Regions from separate parts of the Sus scrofa genome. Here region 1 is linked to region 2. Evidence: chromatin contacts called from public HiChIP or PLAC-seq data. All regions are on one chromosome and are shown on one strand. Each heading gives the region's core, a stretch centred on a gene start, on an enhancer-like site or on the middle of the called end of the contact. The rest is flanking DNA. Distances are from core to core; before and after follow the strand shown. Region 1 has its middle 34 kb from the start of IFNAR1. Region 2 overlaps IFNGR2 (interferon gamma receptor 2 (interferon gamma transducer 1)).

Region 1 (3,373 bases), core at 566-3,065, 75 kb after region 2:
TTTCTAGGTCCATCCATGTTGCTAAGAATGCTGGTATTTTCTTCTTTTTAATGGCTGAGTAATATTCCATTGTGTATATGTACTACATCTTCTGGATCCAATCCTCTGTCGATGGACATTTAGGATGTTTCCATGTCTTGGCTATGGTAAATAGCGCTGCAATGAACATTGGAGTACATGTGTCTTTGTGAGTCGTGGTTTTCTCTGGGTAGATGCCCAGGAGTAGGTATTTTTTATTTTTTTTGCATGTGTCTTTTTTAAGGAAAGTTTTGCAAGGACCTGATTCTTGTTCCACCTCTATTAGATAGCTATTCCATGTTCCTCTTATTACACGTGCAGTCAGAAAGTTCAATAAACACTGCAAAAATTCTTAACGTAACTCTGAACAGATTTCAGTGAGATGCAATCTTATAAAAATTTGCCCGAAATTGAGCCCCCTGAGTAAAACCTATGGAGGTGCCCTGTTCCGTGGTTTGTTGAGAAGCAATTTTTTCCTTTTTTTGTGGCTGCCTTGTGGCATATGGAGTTCCTGGGGCCAGGAACCAGATCCCAGCTGCAGCTGTGACCTACATCGCAGCTGTGGCAACACTGGATCTTTAATCCATTCAGCCAGGTCAGGGATCAAACCTGCCCCCAGCACTCCAGAGATGCTGATCCTGAAGTGCCACAGTGGGAACTCTGAGAAGCAATTTTATTTATTTATTTATTTATCTATCTTTTTGCCTTTTCTAGGGCTGCTTCCACAGCATATGGAGATTCCCAGGCTAGGTGTCTAATTGGAGCCGTAGCCACCGGCCTACGCCGGAGCCACAGCAATGCAGGATCCGAGCCGAGTCTGCAACCTACACCACAGCTCATGGCAACGTTGGATCCTTAACCCACTGAGCAAGGCCAGGGATCGAACCCTACAACCTCATGGTTCCTAGTCGGATTCATTAACCACTGTGCCACGACGGGAACTCCTGAGAAGCAATTTTAAATGAGAATTTTAGAGTATACTTAATAAACTTATTTACCTATCATTTGGGGAAAAGTTATTTTTGTTTTGTCATTTTCTTCAACAACTTAACCATTTTTCCATTATGGCTCCTGAGTTAACTAGTTGAATTAAGATGAAAGGGAAGAATTTGAGTCTTTTTACAAGACTTCCCCACACGGGTCAACTGAAGAGAATACATTGCACCATGCTCTGTAGAAAGAGGAGATCTCATAGACTATATTAAGGCTGTTTATTGGAGTTCCTGTCGTGGCACAGCGGAAATGGATCCGACTAGGAACCATGAGGTTGTGGGTTTGATCCTTGGCCTTGCTCAGTGGGTTAAGGATCTGGCATTGCCGTGAGCTGTGGTGTAGGTTGCAGACGAGGCTCAGATCCGATGTGGCTGTGGCTGTGGCTGTGGCCAGCAGCTATAGCTCTGATTGGACTCCTCCCCTAGCCTGGGAACCTCCCCATGCCGTGGGTGTGGCCCTAAAAAGCAAAGCAAAGCAAAGCAAAAACCAAAACCAAAAAAAGACTATGTATAGGGTTCAGTAGTCAAAGAAGGAAGGAGTGATGCCAAACGCTGTCCCCACACTGAACTCTCATCATAACCTCAAAGTGGTACCCAGCAGGGTCTGGCCTCTCCTTGGGGTCGTGGGGGCAGGAGATGCTGTAGTGTTAGTCCTCTGTCTTGGGTCATAGCTCTGACTGCTCTGTACCACCCACCTTCTTGTTCAAAAGACAAGAGCCAAAAGATGAGTCAGAGACAACTCAGCCGGGAGGACGTGCAGTACAGGGTTGATACCCTGGGGCCAGAGCTGTCTCCTTTCAGGTCCAGCTCAGCTCTGAAGCGGGGCTTGTTTCTTCCCATCCTCTCCAAGGCTGTCTCTGTGGACTGAGGGCTTCCTTCTCAATGACTCATCTACAACATTGTACTCACTACAAGGCAAAAGGAAGCTAAGTATTGACTCAACTGTTTTCTCGTTCTTGGTAAAACCAACAAACAAACCATTTCTGGGTCAGGTCATGGTGACCAGAACAAGATTCTGAATTCTTCTTTCCTTTCCTCGTTGTTCAGGTTGAGATGGTCACAAAGACAAGAACTTCAAGAAACTCCCCGTGCGAGTTCTCATTGCGGCGCAGCGGAAAGGAATCTAACTAGTATCCATGAGGATGTGGGTTCGATCCCTGCCCTTGCTCAGTGGGTTAAGGATCCGGCGTTGCTGTGAGCTGTGGTGTAGGTCGCAGGCGCGGCTCGGATCCTGCATGGCTGTGGCTCTGGCGTAGGCTGGCCGCTACAGCTCCGATTGGACCCCTAGCTTGGGAACTTCCATGTGCTGCAGGTGCAGCCCTACAAAGCCAAAGATAAAATAAAGTAAAAATAAAAAAGAAGAATAAGAAGCAGAAGAAGCTCCCTGCATAACCACGCTTTGAATACCTATCTTCTGAGGGTAAAAATACGCTGAGCTTAGTGTGCAACCCTTTGGAAAGAATTGGGGCAGAGCATTTAAGAAAAAGTTCCAAGCCAGTGTTTTTCAGGTTGCAGATTTATGTGTGGGGTATACTAACCCTCTTCTAGAAATTTCAGAATTTGCTTTCACTTCAGTGGTCATCTTTAAAAAATGAATACAACCATATTGTGTCAAATACAGCTTCTGCATGGCTATATTGATGCCGTCAAGGGCCACCATACAGTCTTTTGACCCTTGGATAGCGGTGGGGACTGAGGCACTGCCAGGCATGCAAGAAACAGCATTCATCTCAGTCGAAATGAATTCTTACCCCTCCAGGTAGAAGTGACCAGAAGCTTGGAGCGTGGGTGGGTGAAGGATGTTAACTGCATAGGACGTAGCATCCATGTGGGCTGCTTGGATGATCAGCCTTGGGGCCAGGGAATCCAGGATGTTGGGCCCTGGTGGAGTTTCTTTCATGGCTACCCTAGTCCTGGGCTCACTGTGCAAACACCACGGGGGCTGAGGATGGAGGCTGATGCCCTCCGTTGGAAGGGTGGGCTCGTTCACCTGGTGGACCAGTGCCTCCCCCATGGTGGAAGTGCTCTGGAGAGCGCTGATAATAGACACTGAGACCCGCCCTTTCCCCGGACCTCTTTGTCCCTGATTTTCCAATTTCTTTCACTCCAGGCCACCTGGGGAATTCAGGGGTACAAGGGAAGGCATGTAACATTTATTTATTGTCTTTCTTTTTTTTAGGGCCACACCCGTGGCACATGGAGGTTCCCAGCCAGGGGTCTAATGTGGCTGCCGGCCTCCACCACAGCCACAGCAACACGGGATCCGAGCCAAGTCTGCAACCTACACCAGAGCTCATGGCATTGCCAGATCCTTAATGCATTGAGTGAGGCCAGGGATCGAACCCATGTCCTCATGAATACTC
Region 2 (3,479 bases), core at 881-3,380:
CAGGGATAGAACCTGCCACCTCATGGTTCCTAGTCGGATTCGTTAACCACTGAGCCACGACAGGAAATCCTCCTATAAATGGTTCTTAATCCATGTCCTCTGAACAAAAAGACCCCATCACTACTTGCACTGACAGAAGACTTGCAGGCCCAGTGGTTATCACTCTGGTCCACTAGCGAATCCTCTCTACACGCCTTGCTCAACACATGTGACACATCACAGATAAATGAAGCGCAAATGCAGCTTCTGAAAAATCCCCTTCATAACTTTTCAAGGAATCAAGTGATACAGGTTGAAAGTTCTTGCTGCATGACCATGAGGCCTCTCGGTAGCTCTACTGAGAGGTAGGAAAACAAAAGTTTTCTTTTTTTTCTTTTGTTCTTTTTAGGGCCCCACCTGGGGCACATGGAAGTTCCTAGGCCAGGGATTGAATTGGAGCGGCAGCTGCCAGCCTACACCACAGCTACAGCAGTGCCAGATCTGAGCCACATCTGTGACCTATCCTGCAGCTCACAGCAACGCTCCATCCTTACCCCTGAGCGAGGTCAGGGATCGAACCCGCATCAGACTCTATGTTGGGTTCTTAACCTGATGAGCCACAACGGGAACTCTGAAAACAAAAGTTTAGATAGAGAATTTTAAAAAGTTGAAACTGCAGAAAATAGGCCAAAATAAAGAAGATGAAGTAGAAGAACTTCACATAGACTTTTAAAAAGTTAATTATACAGTTGTTTATTTCCAGCTTAAAAAAAAAAAAAGACCCTTAAGTTACTAGAAAATTATTTACAGTTTTAATCACATTTAAAGCCAGGAATCTGCACGTGAAAGGGACAGCCTTGTTGGCACAGGCTGGGACAGGTTCTGTTACCTGCCCGAAGTGCTCAAGTTTCTTGCTAGAGGGGACCCCCGTCTCCTGACTGCACGGCCCAACCAGCAATGTACAAAATATCAGAGGGGATGCCACTTGGCTAACAAATAATTAAGTGCTTTTTTAGTGTTTAAGAGAAACCTTATTTTTTTGGTATGTAGAATCATGCTAAACACATGTATGATTTAGGAAATTTTTGGTTAAAAAATAAAAGTTTGTCTCTCCCACAAGACCCATGACCTCTGCCCAGGTACTCATGGGTCTTTGGGGTCTTTTTGGCCACATCCATGGCATGTGGAAGTTCCCAGGCCAGGGATTGAACCCATGCCATGGCAGGGACCAGAACCTCAGCAGTGACACCAAGGGATCCTTAACCCACTGAGCCACCAGGGAACTCCACCCATAGGTCTTTTTGTGACAGGGACATTGAGCAGTGGCTCCATCAAACCGGGACAGATACATCAGCAGCTGTATTGGCTGAGGGTGCTCCATCCATAGGCTTGTGGCTCGAGACAGTGCTTTGGGTCAAAGTGCTTTGGAGAGTGTCTTCTCGATGATTCTCTGGAAATGAAACGATGGACACAGAGTCCCAGGCATCATCTCTTGACGAGCTGTCCTTGTCCAAGGCGTCTAAGATGGGCTGAGCCGGGTCCTTTAAATACTTGAAAAGGTTGAAAATCATTATTACAATCAGGTTCTCAGTTCAAGATACCAGATCTTTTTACTTTAATGTTTCGTTGACCCAATCCTATTATTATTTTTTTTCGCCCAAGGATAACTTCCAATTCTGTCCACCCACAAAACACCTTCACCCCTCATCTCAATCACCTGACCGTGAATCCAAGGGCCACCCAGGGAATACTCTGAGGTGCCAAAGGGCACCGCTCAGGAAAAGCGAGTTCTGGCTTGTGGGTGATTAATCCCTGAAAAGTCTCTACTTTTTCAGGGAAGGAGGAAGCGGAACCCCTGGTTCACCTCCAATGGGGAAAACAGGGAACCTTCAGGAGCGTTTTCCCAGCCACTCCATCCAGAGGCTGTTGCTACTTCACACAACACCCCAGGGACAGAGGATCTGGGCGGGTGCACAGCCGTGGCAGCACAGCCCTGGTCGAGTCAGGGAGCGTTGGTCCTCGGGGATGAAGCAGTGGTCCCCAGGGCCTAACTGTCCCCTGTCCTTCCTGCCTCCGCTGTGGGCTCAGCCATTGATGAGCAAGTTACCAAACCTACCTGGGCTGGCAAATGCTGAAAGATACTAAAATAGTCAGTTTAGAGCTGGCGGATGGAAAGAGGAACAATCCATCACGCGCTCTTGTGAAACCTCAGACATTTAAGTGAAACATGATTCACTGTTCTCACGCAACTTCAGTGACTTTTGATACAGATTTTTCACGCTTTCCCCGGAAAATGAACCGAAAGATTGTATGTTTTAGATGCAAGCCCCAAAGGAACGACTAGGAGTAAATTCACTGATGAGAGTCCAGACGTTAGTTTTACTGGGAGAGAGAGATTATGCCTGCGAGTAAAATTCTAAGTTGAGAGCTGTTACACCGGCACAACAGTAACCAGGGAAGGTGGTTTTTTTGGCGGTAAGAATACATCAGGGGACGTCCATCTTCAACACATTTTGAAGTGCACAGCACAGGACTCTCTATAGGCACGATGTTTACTACAGATTTCTAGAACCTACCTTGCATAACTGAAACTTTGTATCATTTGAAAGCAACTCTCCCCTTGCTCTTCCCCTGGCCCCTGGTAACCGCTATTCTGCTCTGTTTCTATGAGTTTGACTATTTTATTTTTATGTATATATGTCTGTCTGTCTGTCTGTCTGTCTTTTTAGGGCTGCTCCTGTGGGATATGGGGGTTCCCAGGCTAGGGGTCTAATTGGAACTGTAGCTGCCACAGCAACACCAGATCCGAGCTGTGTCTGCGATCTACACCACAGCTCACGGCAATGCCGGATTCTTAATCCACTGATCGAGGCCAGGGATCGAACCTGAAACCTCATGGTTTCTAGTTGGATTCGTTTCTGCTGTGCCATGACAGGAAGTCTGTGTTTGACTATTTCAGATGCTTCAAAGAAGTGGGATCCTGCAGCATTTGGATGGAAGGTTCAGTAGGGAATTTAATGTAATTTGCACAATGTCTGTGTACTTTAAAAACATCTCATGACAAATGAAGGGAAACAAGAGATTATAGAGCTCCTTCTAGAAGCACCAGTCTGTCTTTCTAGACTAGCTATAACAACATAAGATTCTGTTTCTGCTTTTTTTTTTTTTTTTTGGTTTTTAGGGCCAAACCCACGACATATGGAGGTTCCCAGGCTTGGGGTCAAATCAGAGCTACAGCTACACCACAGCCACAGCAGGATCCAAGCCACATCTTCGATCTACACAGCTCACGGCAACACCGGATCCTTAACCCACTGATTGAGGCCAAGGATCCAACCTGCAACCTCATGATTCCTAGTCAGATTTGTTTCCGCTTCGCCACGATGGGAACTCCTTTTTTAAAAATAGCCACTCCTGTGGTATATGGAAGTTCTGGGCTAGGGGTCAAATCGAGCTACGCCACAGCCATGCCAGATCCGAGCTGCATCTTTGACCCTCGT

What was found. HiChIP or PLAC-seq counts read pairs in DNA pulled down with a chosen protein or histone mark.
Region 1: an H3K27ac HiChIP or PLAC-seq map of alveolar macrophages shows a contact between it and region 2. The contact joins two enhancer-like sites. A contact is called at or near these places in 1 of 5 promoter capture datasets (liver), 29 of 47 Hi-C or Micro-C datasets (adipose tissue, alveolar macrophages, blood and 15 more) and 2 of 2 datasets of contacts at active chromatin or transcription factors (alveolar macrophages and skeletal muscle).

What each region holds. Positions count from the first base shown.
Region 1 is chr13:196,957,808-196,961,180 of Sscrofa11.1, reverse strand. No RefSeq gene overlaps it. Among named protein-coding and RNA genes, the nearest start is that of IFNAR1, 34 kb to the right of the region's middle. Within about 2 kb of position 1,815, at least 4 of the 83 cell types and tissues checked have an H3K27ac peak or open chromatin away from gene starts, as enhancers often do. A contact at or near this core is called in alveolar macrophages, where this site is marked.
Region 2 is chr13:197,032,837-197,036,315 of Sscrofa11.1, reverse strand. IFNGR2 (interferon gamma receptor 2 (interferon gamma transducer 1)) reads right to left here. Exons shown (of 7, transcript NM_001111258.1): 7 at 712-1,529. The coding sequence ends at 1,311. Among named protein-coding and RNA genes, the nearest start is that of IFNGR2, 27 kb to the right of the region's middle. Within about 2 kb of position 2,130, at least 11 of the 83 cell types and tissues checked have an H3K27ac peak or open chromatin away from gene starts, as enhancers often do. A contact at or near this core is called in alveolar macrophages, where this site is marked.